4 separate regions of the Mus musculus genome follow, and all the other regions are linked to region 1. A link is a contact called in public HiChIP or PLAC-seq and capture Hi-C data. All regions are on one chromosome and are shown on one strand. The core of a region is the stretch at or near the end of the contact, and the rest is flanking DNA. Distances in the headings are between cores, read along the strand shown.

What was found. HiChIP or PLAC-seq counts read pairs in DNA pulled down with a chosen protein or histone mark. Capture Hi-C pulls out chosen DNA fragments and counts their contacts.
Region 2: a contact with region 1 is called in a capture Hi-C map of embryonic stem cells, with 4 times the contacts expected there. The contact joins two enhancer-like sites. A contact is called at or near these places in 3 of 484 Hi-C or Micro-C datasets (embryonic stem cells and trophoblast stem cells), 1 of 115 datasets of contacts at active chromatin or transcription factors (embryonic stem cells) and 1 of 9 other capture datasets (embryonic stem cells).
Region 3: a contact with region 1 is called in an H3K27ac HiChIP or PLAC-seq map of embryonic stem cells, with 7 read pairs. The contact joins two enhancer-like sites. A contact is called at or near these places in 1 of 484 Hi-C or Micro-C datasets (embryonic stem cells), 7 of 115 datasets of contacts at active chromatin or transcription factors (embryonic stem cells, epiblast stem cells and stem cell-derived neural progenitor cells) and 1 of 9 other capture datasets (embryonic stem cells).
Region 4: a contact with region 1 is called in an H3K27ac HiChIP or PLAC-seq map of embryonic stem cells, with 2.6 times the contacts expected there. The contact joins two enhancer-like sites. A contact is called at or near these places in 1 of 115 datasets of contacts at active chromatin or transcription factors (embryonic stem cells) and 1 of 9 other capture datasets (embryonic stem cells).

The regions. Positions count from the first base shown.
Region 1 is chr2:20,392,111-20,396,155 of GRCm38.p6, forward strand. The region is part of intron 2 of Etl4 (enhancer trap locus 4); the gene reads left to right. Among named protein-coding and RNA genes, the nearest start is that of Gm17171, 61 kb to the left of the region's middle. Within about 2 kb of position 2,196, at least 11 of the 459 cell types and tissues checked have an H3K27ac peak or open chromatin away from gene starts, as enhancers often do. A contact at or near this core is called in embryonic stem cells, where this site is marked.
Region 2 is chr2:20,777,516-20,781,293 of GRCm38.p6, forward strand. It overlaps Etl4 (enhancer trap locus 4), which reads left to right. Exons shown (of 22, transcript NM_001081006.1): 11 at 511-686; 12 at 3,427-3,557. Among named protein-coding and RNA genes, the nearest start is that of Arhgap21, 190 kb to the right of the region's middle. Within about 2 kb of position 2,361, at least 18 of the 459 cell types and tissues checked have an H3K27ac peak or open chromatin away from gene starts, as enhancers often do. A contact at or near this core is called in embryonic stem cells, where this site is marked.
Region 3 is chr2:20,667,718-20,671,774 of GRCm38.p6, forward strand. All of the region lies in intron 4 of Etl4 (enhancer trap locus 4), which reads left to right. Among named protein-coding and RNA genes, the nearest start is that of Arhgap21, 300 kb to the right of the region's middle. Within about 2 kb of position 2,089, at least 16 of the 459 cell types and tissues checked have an H3K27ac peak or open chromatin away from gene starts, as enhancers often do. A contact at or near this core is called in embryonic stem cells, where this site is marked.
Region 4 is chr2:20,751,040-20,754,796 of GRCm38.p6, forward strand. All of the region lies in intron 7 of Etl4 (enhancer trap locus 4), which reads left to right. Among named protein-coding and RNA genes, the nearest start is that of Arhgap21, 210 kb to the right of the region's middle. Within about 2 kb of position 2,447, at least 51 of the 459 cell types and tissues checked have an H3K27ac peak or open chromatin away from gene starts, as enhancers often do. A contact at or near this core is called in embryonic stem cells, where this site is marked.

The sequences.
Region 1 (4,045 bases), core at 946-3,445:
TGCCTCTCTCTCTCTCTCTCTCTCTCTCTCTCTCTCTCTCTGCCCCCCCCCCAGTCTGTGCCCTTCTCTGCCTCATTTGCTCCTATTGTACTGACCTCCTGGCTACTGTACTGGGCTCCCCTCTCTCCCTCCCCTCCCTGTCTCCCCACATGGTTCAGGGTCACAACCACTGAGTATGCCTCTGGCTATGCTCTCTCACACATCTATAATAAACTTTCTGCTCCACCATATCTAGGAGCAGTCATGTCCTTTCCTTTCCTTTCCTTTTTTTTTTTTTCATTCAATATACTGTATGATTTAAGTTATAACATTCTCGGGGGGTGGGGAGGGGGCCTCAGCTATGGAAAATATATCATCAGTTTCCAGGATTGGAGGAGAAAGATAGAACTGCAGAAGGTTAACATGGAGGAATCCGGGCAATAGAGTATACTTGCAAACACGTGATTTTTGTCAGAACCTAGAGTATTCTGTAGTGAAAAGTGAACATACTTAGTATATAATGTCTTCAAAGCATTGGCCAGAGGCCTGGGAGTCAAAGCACATTGCTAGAGTACTTACCTAGCATGTAAATTGGGGTTATCCAATTACAAACTAAGAATAAAACAGGATGTGAGAAGACATCAGAGTCATCTAACTAAGTATCAACTAAGAAAAGTTTTAGCAAATGTGCTGGCTAGTTTTATATCAGACTGAAACAAGTTAAAGTCACTTGAGAGGAGGGAACTTCAGTTGAGAACATGCCTTCATAAGATTGCCCTATAAGCAAGCCTGCAGAGCATTTTCTTACTGGTGATTGATGGAAGAGGGCCCAGCCCATGGCAGGTGGTGCCATCCCTGGGCTGGTGGTCCTGGGATATATAAGAAAGCAGACAGAGCAAGCCATCAGGAGCAAACTAGTAAGCATTGGCCAGGGGTCTTGGTGTCAAGGTACATTGCTAGAGTACTTACCTAGCATGTAAAGCCTTGGGGTCAACCCTAAGCATTACAAAATGATGCTGTATCAGTTCCTGCCTGCAGGTTCCTATCCTGCCTGAGTTCCCGCTTCCTTGCTTTGGATGATGAACTGTTCTATGGAACTGTGAGTAAAATAAAGCTTTCCCTTCCCTAATTTCTTTCAGTCGTGATGTGTTATCACAACAATAGAGGCCCTAACTACGACAACAAAGAATTGTAATAACCACCAATGAGTCAATAATCCTCGGCTTGCCTTCCTGCACTCAATACAGGGACCGCTGAACTCACCCATCCTGCCCTGCTTAGCATAGATTCTTCCCTTAGCTTTATCAGTACCATATTGTCCTTTCCTCCTCCTTCTCTGGCATGGCTTGCCCAGACTCATCTGCAAGCTCTTTCTTGCCATTCCATGTTGATGTTCCCTGAGGCTCCAGCCCAGGCCACAGCCACTGTCTTCCTTCTCCAGCCCCATGGTTGCAGATACCAAATGGGTAAAATAATGCCATGTTTATGTCTCACACTGCTATGATTGCAGGACTCAAATCTGACACACCACACAGCAGACCAACTAACTTGTGACAACTAGCCTGTAGCAAGGTGACTTTACCAAAAAAGCCAACCCAATGCAAAATCCACCTTTCCAGGAAATAATTTAAGGGGGTTTAGATACACAAAACTGGCTTTCCCCAGAATAACTGGTGTTGTCTCACAGCAGGCACGCCTTGGGTATTTGACCTGAATCTCTTGGTTGAGAGATGTGTTTCAGTTTTACAGAGCTCAAAAACAAAAGACCTTATTTCTTGGCACTGGTTAGTTTGCCCATGTGAAGTTATATATTACACAATGGACAGGCTGCAGATAGCAGCTCTCAGAGCCTTCTCAGTGATTTCCAAACTCCTGGTAATGAAATAAAACTGCTTTAAAACTTGTCTTTGCTGTGCTCTTGTAGAGATTCCTGCTTTGGACTCCAACATCCTAAACTACTCCAAATTTCAGTCCCTTTTCTTCCCATCACTTTCTGAGGTACAAAGCAGTCTCCCCTATTGTTTGTGATGAAGACTTGGTCATCCCAATGCCCCTGTGTACCCCCTCCCTCTGCCTCTCTTCTGGGGAAGACTAGTAAATCTCCTTCTCTCTTGAATCTGGGTCTCTTGTCTTTTTCTGGTCATGTCAAGGGCACTGTCACAGTCACCATGGCTCTTATCTGCACAGCTCTCCCATTTTGCTCACCCAGTGACCTTTACTTCACCCCTTCTGTATTTTGCAACACAATAGATTATTGCATTCCTCTGCTTCAAACCTGCTGTGATTCCCCACTGCTTCTATAATAAACCCCAAATTCTTTAACCCTTCCTACTAGGTTTGCCACAGTCTGGCCCATCTCTACCTTCCTGCCTTTGACCTCCCTGTGAATTCAGAGGTCTTTCCCAGACCATGTTCCTCATGGATGCTGCCCCTTCATCCACATAGTACTGCTTTTTTTTTTTAAAGGAAAAAACAATATCAAGAGCAAACCCCAGATATTAAGTTTGTTTCACTTGGAGAGAGAGAGAGAGAGAGAGAGAGAGAGAGAGAGAGAGAGAGAGAGAGAGAGAGAGAGAGAAAACATGTATGAACTTCAACATCAAGAAATCTATTAAAACATAGGGATTATAATGTTATAATCTTTACAGATTAAACCTGGTATAAAAAGCAGTAAGGCTTGCATTAAAATAGTAACACAAGAATAGAGAAGAGAATATTCCAGAATTTGATGGCTAATTATACTTGAGAAGGATGCAGGGGGGGTGAATATTCTGAAATTAGAGTCTCGTCTTTTTTTTTTTTTTTTAATAATTAGAAGTAATAAAAGGAGATCCGAGCTTCAAGGGGAGCTAATGATGCCGGGTTAACAAAATCACCACAGGATGCTGAGGCTCTCCGAGATGTCCAAATGCTGTAAAGACAGGCAGTTGTCCTTCACAGATTTCTCGCATACCTTTTCTAAATCAGGGCCATCTGCAAGAACTCAGTGAAACTGTGACTCCTATAGCTCATTTGCTCTGCAGTTGGTCTCCTTGTCTTCAGGCAGAATTGTGCTGAGGTCAGATGTACATTCCGTATGCAGCCCTGGCCATACGGCATTGGAGGGGTACCCAGAGACGACTTCAGAAACTGCCTGGAACTGGCAGCTACAATCCCCCGTCCCTTAGAAGTAGCACACCTTCCCCTGTTTGCATTCATTCCATCCAATGGACTCTGGTCTTTGACAAGGTGAGCTAAAAGGGGGGCCAATTAATCCTCAGACAATAAGGCCAGGTTGTTTGAGTATGCAAGTTGTGTAAGATGTGGGCCTGGCACACTTAGGTTTTGGGGGTAAGAGAAGAGAACAGATGCCATTATAAGTGGCAGGGCTCCTGTGGCAACAGCTTAAGAATGCTCCACACGGTGAACAGGAAGAGGGATTAAGAATCTCATCCAAGAGAGCTGGAGGATGGCCCAACAGCTAAGAGTGCAGACTACTCGTACAAAGGACAGGGTGGTTCCCTTCACTAATGTCAGGTAGCTCCCAACTGCCTATGCCTCCAGCTCCGGGGGATCTGCTCTCTGTCCTCCTTGGGTACCTGCATACAGACACACGGGAGTACACAGAAATAAAAATAACCAGCACATTGAGGGGCCACGACTGCTTGTCATAAACTGGAAGGAGAAATAAAGTGTGGTTTAGATTATAAAGTATAGGAATGAAGAATGTTAGAAACACAGAACTGAGGTTTATGTGGACATACAGTGATAGAACACGTTCCTCACATGCACAAGTCCCTCCGTTTGATCCTCAGGACCATGGCGACCACCACCATCACCACCACCATAGACCACCACCATCACACCAGCCAAAGGGAAGACACCACAGCTATTGAATACCAGAAGCCACTAAGGCTCTAGATGGGCTGTTTCTGGTCTGTAAATAGAAAACTGTCTGTCCTGCTTTATCTACACAGACAAGAGGCTGGCTTTAAAGCCTGGACTACACAGCAGGACCTATTCTGGACCCTTTCCAGCCACTGCAGGAGCATGGTAGTTTCTCCAGGCTCTGAGAGCATTCACAGTT
Region 2 (3,778 bases), core at 1,111-3,610, 390 kb after region 1:
TTGTTGAGGATCTACAAGAACCTCAGAGTAGCTCTGCCAAGGAGAGCAGATTCTACATCAGGAGAGAAACGCGAAACGGAGAGCAAGAAAGCCTATCCAAGTGTCTGGGGGGAGACAAGGACTGAAGGCCTGGTTGATCACTGGGCTTTCAATGCTAGTACTCTTGACTCCTCTCTATAAAATCGTCTGTGAGAGTTTGTGGTGTGTTTGTGTGTGTGTGTGTGTGTGTGTGTGTGTGTGTGTAACAGCAGCCAAAGACTAGAAAAAACTCTACCTTTTTTATAGGCACAGAAGTTCAGCTGTCAGTTGCCTGATAAAACTTAGCCGTTCTCTGAGGAAGCAATCCTGTATACAGTCCTGTATACAGTCCTTGCTCTCTTCTCTTTCTTACTGAAATAAAGATTCAGCTGTGGGTTTTCTCTGTGCCCACTTCTGAAGACTGCAGGGCATTCAGGCTTCATGATAGCAGACAGATGAAGCCAATGGAGGCTGATTTCTTTTGTTCAACAGCTGCAGAACCAGGAGATTCTGAGGGCGATGATGAAGAAGGCTGAGCTGGAAATCAGTAACAAAGTGAAGGAGACCATGAAGAGACTAGAGGATCCGGTACAGCGTCAGCGCACCCTGGTGGAGCAAGAGAGACAGAAGTACCTCCACGAAGAAGAGCGGATTGTCAAAAAGTTATGGTGAGTCACCCTGAAGAGAAAAACTGTCTTTGTTCACAGGGTGACCTTCTTAGCTGGTATTTCTCTCCCTCTCTTTAATGAGCACCTATTGTGTAAGCTAGAGATCTGCTGAGCCTGGTATCTTTGTCCCAACTGTCCCTCCTTTAAGGTCTGGGAAACTCAGCAGGCCCCATGACAGTATATCTCTGGGCCAGGAAAATGTGGGGCATCCTTAGAAAACCACAGGGTTGGGGATTGGCAGGAGAATTGGGTCCATGGTCCTAATCACATCTCACAGTTGAACGGTATCATTCTCCTTGGCTTGGTGTCTTCTATGGGTCATACTCCTGCTTTGGAGACCTGCTTGGTACCTGTCTAGGCTGTGCTTGCAAAGACTGTAAGATCATGGGAGCCCACAATAGACCCTGAAAACCAACTCTAGAAAGTTGTCTTCTGCCTTCTGCATGCACAGTCACACAACACTAATTTAAAAGTTATGGAATACATATATATCTCCTTAATATTATCATATCTGTTTCTTATACCTTAAACAGACATAGACTAGGGTAACTGGGTGGATCCGTATGACAGGAGAGCGAGCTTAGGTAAGATATTCTAGAACCTGGCTCAGGGCTACTGAGAAGTAACGCCTGCTCTTTGCTGGCCCTTCTCTGTCCCTTTCCCTTCCTTCTAAATTCCAGAAAAGAAATACTCTGGTAGAACTGTTAGGCTTGGGTCCTCTGAACATGAGGACAGAGGAGTGAAAGTGGGGATTAAAGAACAGAAAAAAAAAATGAGTCAATATCTTTCATGGTTTTCTACTTGGAAATAACAGCTTCTAATAAGAGTCAGACTAAGTTCAGTTTAACAAACAATGGGCTTCTTTTCAACAAAGGCAGAATAAAAAGCAGCTTAAGGCCATGCTGAAATCTGGAGGCCCCATGAATGTCTGACGTCTTCTTGAGCAAAGCCTACCTATTTCAAAAGCCCATTGATGACTTTCAAAAGGCCGTCTGCACTCATTTTCAGCAGCACTGTCTCTTTTTCAATCTCTGAATTAATAAAAGTGGCCTTCAGAGCTCGAAATAGGAATCACAAGCACATGAATTGGCAGAATAATGGTGTCAGAGGTTCCCTGCTGCCCGTCAAAGGGGAGCAGAGTTTGGGGAACTTTGGGTTGCAGGGATATGATGCGCAGGAGGCAGACTGGGTAAGAGAAACTAAAATAGGAGTTTATCTGGATGGAGTGGCTTTGGGTCATGGAACATCTCCTTGGAGGAGTATTTGCATATTGACCAGTTTGTGGGTGGTTGAAGGAACTGGGGGCCCTGGAGTCTTAGCTTGGAAGGGCTTCATCAAAGCCTGAAAGAATGCAGGAGACTGCTTGGTCTACCAGGGAACCTCCCTCACCAATGGACCATTTAGAGGTCTGACAAGGATTGGCCCAGCTCCACCCCAAGGAGCAGCAGCTGCATGTGCCCTGTAGGTATGCTCACCTAACACCAGGTGTGTTTAACAGATGCAGACCCTAACGGGGCATCCTTTCATCAGAGATTTCTGTATCAGAATGGCTGGCATCACCAAATACTTCATCCCCCTGCTCAGAAGAGGTCAGATGTGTCACGTGTGACTTCATCCTTGTTGAATGTATGTCCTGCCCTGCTGGACTCCCTCCTGTGGCTGCATTAGCTCCTTTCTACTCACTCACCTAGAGGAAAGGGCCCATGTCTTGTGAGGCCATCCTCTCCTCCACTAAGGCGCCAGGAAGTACAGCCGCCATTCACTTACTGCCACCTAGTGGTCTTGCATTTCTTAGCACCCTCGTCCTTTAAGAGCTTTCTCTTGAATTTGCAGGCAACTTGAAAGGATACAAACACATCTGGGCAAATTGTTTTTGTTGTTTCAAGTGGAAGAATATAACTTGGCTGTGTTGGAGTTGATATCTGTTCTCTCTCTCCATCCCAACCCCTCCATCCGTCCCTCCCTCCCTCCAGAAATCAGATCTCTAAGTTCTTAGTTGTGAGAGAAGAGAGACAGTCATTAATGATGGGACAGTCAGGTACACTAGAGAGAGGCTATCCATTAGGGGATTTTGAGGGCAGTTTTGCTCTCTCTTTCCCAGGGATATTTGACCATGTCAAGGGACATTCACATGTGTCACAAATTATTGGAATTTGTGATTGCTTGCTACTGCTACTCAGCAGGAAGGGGCCAAGGATGCACATCCTTCATTGTGTAAGACAGCCCTGCACTAAAAATGAAGCTATATGGTTCAAAATGTCAGGTACTAAAATTGAGAAACCTGGTTGTCTAAAGTGAGCTAACACACTTCACTGTAGTACTGGTTCATACCCCCCTCTTAGGCTACCCCCAGCCCCCATCTTCTGCCTCCATCCTAATCTATCAGGACTCTCTCCCCTCTGTCTTTCTCTCCCTCCATTCCTGGTCACCAAGTGTGCACATTGTTCTCTTGGCTGGCATGAATACAACTGAAAGTTAAGAATGTATCAAGTGCCCACTCCACCCCCACCCGGGACCAATCTGAACCACAAATGACAGACACGGGAGAGCTCTCCCGTTGCTACCTTACATAGCCATGCAATATTGCAAAGCAAACTACTATCGACTGTGCTCCCACCTCCTCCTTGGAAGCTTAAGATAGGGCTGGGACACAGCAGAAAATGGGAGAGCCCCTGCTCCTGCACGTGTCCTTTCTGAGACCCTCCATGCTCAGTTCCATCTGCTCTCTGCCTCCCCACAGTGAGCTGGAGGACTTTGTTGAGGACTTGAAGAAGGACTCTTCCTCCACTGGCAGAGTGGTGACCCTGAAAGATGTGGAAGATGGGGCTTTCCTCCTGCGACAAGTGGGAGAAGCTGTGGCCACTCTCAAAGGTGAGCCTTCCACTGGAAGTGTGTTGCTTGGAATGTTTATGAAGCTTTCAGCTGGGCGGTGGTGGCGCACACCTTTAATCCCACCAATTGGGAGGCAGAGGCAGGCGGATTTCTGAGTTTAAGGCCAGCCTAGTCTACAGAGTGAGTTCCAGGACAGCCAGGGCTACACAGAGAAAAACCTGTCTCGAAAAACCAAAAAAAAAAAAAAAAAAAAAAAAAAA
Region 3 (4,057 bases), core at 839-3,338, 280 kb after region 1:
GCGGATTTCTGAGTTCGAGGCCAACCTGGTCTACAGAATGAGTTTCAGGACAGCTGGGACTACACAGAGAAATCCTGTCTCAAAAAACAAAAAAATAAATAAAAAGAGACACTTTGGCCCTTTCAGATTAATAGTGGAGTAATACACATTTAACTTTCTTCCATGTCTTTTTGCTACTGGTAGTTAATTTCCCTTTAGCACTAAATAATATCCCATCATCTAGATCAGTCAGTTTATCCATATTCACCCTCTGTGATGGTTTGAATATGCTTGGCCCAGGGATTGGCTCTATTAGGAGGTGTGGCTTTACTGGAGTAGGTGTGTCACTGTGGGCATCGACTTTAAGACCTTCATCCTAGCTGCCTGAAATCGAGTCTTCTCCAAGCTGCCTTCAGAACAAGAGGTGGAACTCAGCTCCTCCTGCACCATGCCTGTCTGGATGCTGCCATGCTCCCACCTTGATGATAATGGATTGAACCTGTAAACCAGCCCCAATTAAACGTTGTATTTTGTAAGAGATGCCTTGGTTGTGATGTCTGTATACAGCAGTAAGATCCAAACTAAGACACCCTCTGATAAACATCTTTGTTGATTTCAAGTTTGGATAGTTATAAATAGAATAAAGCTGCTGATGAAAAAGTATAATGTAAAAGCAAAGTTCTAGGCCTTTAGGCCCAGGCTTGAGAATGTGACCTTTGTGACTCAATGTTCCAAGGTATGCTAATCATAAAACAGATTGCTACATTCCTTCACCCACCCGCTTCCTGGGTTCAAGGAGTGTTCATTCAAAGAAAGTCACCCTGACCCACCCTGACCTTTGCTGGAACCCTCTATGCAAATGTGCTATTGTTAGGGGCTCTTAGAAACTGCCTTGAGAAATAACCCGCACAATTACCAGGTATTCCTTGTGACTCTTGTGACTTTGCACTTCCTTGTGACTCTTAACTGGTATTTTTGGTATTTTCCAACAACACCCTCCCCACCTCCTTGAGTTGTGGTTTCTTTCTTTAATACCCCCTTACCGAGCTACTTGGGGTGCCATGGTCCTCTACCCCTGCGTGGTGTATGACGGTGGGTCCGAGAGTGCTCTTGAAATAAAAGTCCTCTTGCAGTTTGCGGCGAGACCATTTCTCGTGAGTGATTTGGGGTGTTGCCCCTCCTGAGTCAGAACGTGGGGGAGTCCTCACGTTGTGGGTCTTTCATTGAGAACATCTGTGTGTAGGCTTCTTTGAATAAATTCCAGATAGCAGGATTATAGATCATATGAGGAGGTTTTTTAATTCGGCTTCATTGTAGATCCCTTTAAGGGTAACTCTTATAGGGTTTATTTTTATGTCTGTATGTACACACACTTGCACCTGAATGCAGATGCCTGCAGAGGCCAGAAGAGTGTCAGATTCCTGGGGCTGAAGCTGTAGATCATTGTGAGTCACCCAGTATGGCTACTGAGAACCACGTCCAAGCCCTCTGCAAGAGCAGGTGTAAGACCCGAAGAGCCTTACATCCAGGATGTCCCACTCACAGAAACACAGAGATGGAGATCGATACAACAAGCTAGAGGTTTATTGATCCAGTGCGCTGGGACTGTCCTGCAACCAGGAATCTCCTAAGCACACACTTTTTATACAGTTTAAGGGTAGACTTAGGTAACAACTTGAGTTGGTTTAAGCCCATTGTTGGCCTATGCTGACCTTTTCATTCCCCCCTTTAGAAATGGTAATTAGCCTCTCCCTTCCGGAGGGGCAATTGTTTCAAGACCTTCCCAAAGTTCCTAAGCAGCATTGATGGCCCCAGGTGAGGTGAAGTCTTAGTCACCAGAAGAGGGAACTAAAACCTTTTTGGTTGTTACCTGCATCTGCCTCTGTAGGTCGGGGCTTCCTTGTAAAGCTTGTTTTGCTGCTTCATTCCGGAAAGGGAGTGTTCAGCACAACCTTTTAGCGGAAGATCCCCAGTGTGCAATTCTAGCAAGGTATTTCAGTGGTCATCTTATGTTCTCTAAGGTCACACACAGGATGCTCCCTTAACTGCTGTGCCATCTCTTCAGCTCCCAGCATGGGCTTTTGCATTAACTCTTGATTTTCAAAAACATGAGATCGAGGCAATGTTGTGGCTGCTAAGGTATTTGTAGAGGCCTTGAGCTCTGCACTAGAGGCTGCTGTGTACCTGTAGCTCCTTGATTTTACAGCACTGCCTCTTCAGATGTTACCCAGGGATGTGAGATGCCATTGCTGTCTGACCCTGGCCACAGAGCCTGGTCCTGGTTACCTTTTTGTAGCTGTGACAAAAAATCATGAACAAAAGCAATTCGTGTAAGGAAGAGTTTATTTTGGCTTGTGGTTCCAGAGGGAGAATCCATAACACCAGAGAGACATGACAGCAGCTGGCCAGAGCAGGAAACTGAGAGATCACATCTCAGTGGCGCACAAGGAGCAGTGTAAACCAGAAATGCAGTGAGACTATAAACTTTCAGATTCCACCCCCAGTGATGTGGACTGGAGGCTCCCTGTCACAGTCCTAAATGATCCATAACCTCCAGAAACAGCTGGAGACCACCTTTCAAATACAGGAGCCCCTGGGTGTTGGGAATGGGCAACACTTTTATGCACACTTCAACAGGCTGAGTGGGGAAACCTATTCTGCATTATACTTCTATATGGAGCATACTTTGTCTTTGTAGTTCTCAGGATGTGCTGTGTGGAGGCTTGGCACCCTGATGGTGGACTCTGAAGTGGACAGACCTCAAACTCCCTCCGCCTTTACACATTTGCCCAGAGATAAACCTGCTGTGTTTATAATTATTCTATGTGAATAATTCTATGTTGCTTCTGAGTATTTCGACAGTGAGAGAGATGTTGAGGGGCTAAGCATGATTTATTCTCCAAGGGACTCTTAGGACATGTATTTGGAGAGGAATTAAAAGCAGTAGGGCATACATAAATGCATGTATGTATGTATATTCGTTGTGTCTGTTCACATAGCCATAAATATAAGCGGTTCTCTGTATTCGCTAGTTCTGAATCCTTTGATATAACCAGCTACAGGCCAGAATTATTACAGGACTGTGGATAATGCTCAGTAGTACAATTCTTGTCCAGCATGTCCAAGACCCTGCCTGGCCCTAACATAAAAGTCTTTGAAAAAAAATAAGTTGAATCTGTGCCACATATGCACAGACTTTCTTTTCCTTGTCACTGTTCCTTAACATATAATAATTACTTAAGTAGATTTTCAGGTTGTGTTAGGTGTTTGGAGGTCAGGGGATTCCACCAGTTTCTACTCAAGGCATTCAAGCACCTCCATCACTAGACTGTGGTGTCTCATGAGATCTTGCCTCTAGTCCACTGTGGATGCTGAGAGACCACTCCTGGCATGAAAGGTATGAACTTATCATTTAAGAGAGCCAGTCCCGAGCTGGGCGTGGTGGCGCAAGCCTTTAATCCCAGCACTTGGGAGGCAGAGGCAGGCGGATTTCTGAGTTCGAGGCCAGCCTGGTCTACAAAGTGAGTTCCAGGACAGCCAGGGCTACACAGAGAAACCCTGTCTTGAAAAAAAAAAAAAAAGAGAGAGAGAGAGAGAGAGAGAGAGCCAGTCCCAGTCAGATGATAGCCAAACAAGGCTACCTCATGCCTAGGGCTGGCCAAACAGCAGCACCAAGAAAGAAATGTACTCAGCCAGGTTCCGATGCCCTCAGCTTTCCTTCAGACTTGCCTTCCGTCAGGTGCTCCAGCCATCTAAGTAAACACTCACTCGCTGAAGTTCTCAACAGAACTTTGTGACATTTCTCCTTCACCCTCTTTTCAGAGGTTAGAAAGGATTAAAAGAAAGCTAGTTCCCTCCCACAAATGTGAAAAACACTGTCCCGTAGAGTTTGGTTTTTTTAAATAATTTCCATGAAAAATCACCCCACTGATATTAGGTCTGCCGTTTAATGACGGAGTGGTGTCCATTTAATCATGGTGCCTGTCTGGAATGCAGCATCGAGAAAGTAGGGTTGGTGTCTGGCTGCTCCTTAGTTGGCCTTTGGGGAAGGAGTAGCCACAAGATGTCCCCACCCCTC
Region 4 (3,757 bases), core at 1,197-3,696, 360 kb after region 1:
GCCCTGACAAAGAGGAGCTTAGATGTGGTTCTCATACACAAGGACCATAAACTTTGAAGACAACCATAAAACATTCAGAGCTTAATATATACATCTGAGCTGTGCTCTGGTTAAGTGTGTCAGGTCTCTGGCCCCAAATGCTATACTCTTAACCCATCTGACAAGAACACCTACTGTGGCATTTTGGTTTGGTTTTGGTTTTGAGGATGCCTGGGAGATGTTTTCCTGTCTTCTTGAAAGTGACAGAGTCTCCTAGCAAAGCAGGGAACAGGGAAGACATGCCAAGCCCAGTGCCTCTCTGAGTCTTGAGCTGCTTGGGGGAAGATCTCTTCATGGTGTTTCAGAGTCCAGCTGGGAAGTTAGTACACATTTTTTTCCTTGAAAACAATGTGGAGCAAAAGGACTAATAATACACTTTAGGGTAAAGAGGCTTCTGTGGGCCAGCTGGAAATCCAACCACCATTTAGTCCAAGTCCTAAACAATGAAAGTACAAGTAAACTTTTCAATTACAACCCTACCATAATTGGTTGGGGGTGGGGGAGAATGCTTGTACATAATTAATTCCAAAGCAGTGATATAGACTGTAATTGCTAAGAATTCAGAAACAGGAGCACTTTCCTAAGTCAGGCCCATCTGGGAGCTCCGTGATAATCCTCCGATGCTCTGGGATTTATGGTCTGCACATAATGAAAGAAGAAGAAGAAGGCCAACTGGTGTTTATCCAAAACTGGCTATATTTCTACCATTACAGTACCTATAAAATGACATCATGAAAGGGTGTTTTGCCAGTCTGAGAAATCAAGTAGGTGCTTATATGTTGAATTATTACTACATTTCCCAGGAATATAACCTCATTGGTAAAGAATATTTGGTAGGTATGCAATAGACCACTAAGCTCATGCAACAGATGTCTAATAAATATTTTAGCCATCTATCAGATATATGAAGATAGTTCTCCCTATACTTACTCCAAAAATAACCTGTCCAAAATACCAGGGAATGGCCACTATAAAGTCTGAGCTACTTTAAACAAACCAGCTTCTCCAGAGAAACAGATGTTACCTGTCACTAGTTAGGTCCAATTAAAACACGACTGTCTCTCCAGAGGTGTTGTCAATCAGAAGCCTTGAGTCTGGCTCAAGGAAAATGGAGTCGCCCCAAGCAATTTAACATTCAGACAACTCTTTTTGGTTCCCAAGCAGAACCTCTCCAAAGAGAAGAATCAAGGCTTAGGGACAGATCCAGCCTCCAGGAAGCTGTAGAAATCAGTGTGATTGCCCTGGGCCTGAAAACAAGGCTCGTCTATGTAACTCAGGCTCTCGTGATGCCCACACCATGTCTTAGCTGGGTTAGGATTCATTGTCTCTCCAATTGATGGTCAAGTGGGTGACATTTATCCTTATTTAAACTCTAGGCCTTAGTTTTCATGAATGATGTGATTCAAAATAACAGCTAACTGTAAGCATCAATTCCTGCTTTCCAAAAGTGGTAGGTCTTTTTTATTTAAAAAAAAAAACAAAAACTAATATTACTTACTGTACTGCTGTGAAAGAAGTCATGCCCTCCTTGTCCACCCTCAGAGACAAAAGGGGTTTGGAGGCCACTTGTCCTGAAGCCTGACTTTACAGAAAATAAAAAGGAGAGACAGTCCAGAATGTGATAACTGGAGCCATTTGAATAAACTGGGGTCTCGACATGATGCTGCCTCTATGCTGTTTGTAATAAAGGTAATAGGGCCCTACTTCCTCTATCACCCACGAGCCACTAGAAAGGTGACAGGCAGTAAGAACATTAGGGCGGTATCAGATAAGAAATGTCTTCCTTCTTTATCTGAGTCGTTCTTTTTGGATTGGTTTGGTATGGTATCGTATGGTATGGTGTGGAGTGCTGACTAAAATCTCAAGAGTTTTGCCTACCACTGCCTCCTGAGTGCTGAGATTAAAGCCGTGTGCTACCACTACCACAACCCAGCTTTGAGTCATTTTATTTCTCTGGCCTTCATGCTAGAATTTTATAGATTAAGTAGGTAGGAGCCAGGCACAGGAGACACACGTGTAATTCCCAGAAGCTCAGGAGGCTGAGGCACGAAGATCAGGAGTTAACAACAATGCAGACAATGATGGGAAATCCTGTCAAAGAAAAGGCTGACTCCTATGAGGATGTTCCTCCACTCACCCACCCACTCCAGAAAAGGCTGGCATGGGGGACCTTGTTTTCTCAGGCACCCGAGGGCCTTTCCCCATAGTGCTGTCAGTTGCAGATAAATAATAATCTGTAGCAGGAGTGAACAACTATTTCTACCAGTTTGTACCTGTACTTAACAAAAGAAAAAAGAAATGCCATTTCAGAGCGTGAATATTGAAGTGCACCCTCAGGGAAGAGAAAGAAACTTCAAAATTGATTTTGTGTTGGCTCATTCTGGGGTGTGGTAGCTAGAGTCACCGCCTGGCAGAGCCAACAGGAAATGAAACGCTTTACCCTGGGCTGTGTGTCACCATAGCCAGAAAGCCATAGTCCCTGTATTCTGCAGTCAAACTAGTGATGTTTCCTAAGAACCCTTCCTTTGCTGATATTCAGTGTCTGCTGTAACATTAAGGGATCACCCATCATGGGTTCTGTGCAGTGCTAAGGAAATAAGTACAGACCCCATTTTGTGACTCAGAAAGTCCGGTAATCAAGAAAAGTCTCTTCGATATAAAATCAGAAAGCTATCACGTTATGCTGCCACCCAGATCCAGAAAACAACTAAGTCTCGTCACTTGACTTGGGGCTATTTTCAGGTCCCAACTAGTACAGTCTGCTCACAGAAAGTAAACTGTGAAGGAGATTAACTGCTGGGAGTGTTTCCCGACTGCATTTACTGTGCTGGGAAGAGCCTCATTGGGCTTCAGTACACCTTAGGAGCCCTGGCCTGGGTGTGTCTGAGCTTTGATCCACTTGCCTGAACTTGGCACACCCTTCTTTTCCCCTTTCAGTCAGGATCACTGAACCAGAATGGGAAGAATTATGAGTGCCAAATAAGTTCCTCCTAACTGCAACTCTAGGATCCCAATTTCTGCTGGATTTTAGACATGATCTTTCTAGGAGACCAAGGGCATCTCTGTTAACAATGGCAGAGTCTTTTGACTCTGTGACCTCTCAGTATTGAGACTTGAGATGTGTGTGTCTTTGCTATCTTTGTAACAAAATATCTAAGGCTAAGGGGAAGGGCCCATGGATCATGGGTTCAGAGATTCCAGTACATGTTCACTTAACCCTGTCACCTTGAGCCTGAGCTGTACTTTTATCAAAGTGACGTATGTATCAGAAGACGTCTTTGTAATTTATGGCAGCCAGGAAGCAAAGCAAGGCAAAATGAGCCAAGGTCACGTATTCCTGTCAAGAGCATACTCACCCACTTCCTAAAGCTCGCACTCCCCCAGTCCTACCACAGACTAGGAATGAATCCTTTACCACACCAGCCTTTGGGAGACATTGAAGATCCAAATGCTGGCAGACCTTTGGCATCCTCAGCCATGATCTCCACTGCATGTGTGCTGGCCCCTGGGTCTCAACTTAGCAGGGACTTACCTGCTTTGAAGACTGCATTTGTGGTTGCACCTGCATGGTGCTTTCAGGATGGTGTCTTAGTTGCTTAACTTGTCCCCAGTAGGGTAACTTTGAGCAGAAATGGAAAATGAATAGATTAGTTACTTGCAAGGCTTCAAGCATAGCAAGAGGACCTGGATTCTGGTGTTCTGTTGACTTCATCCCTTA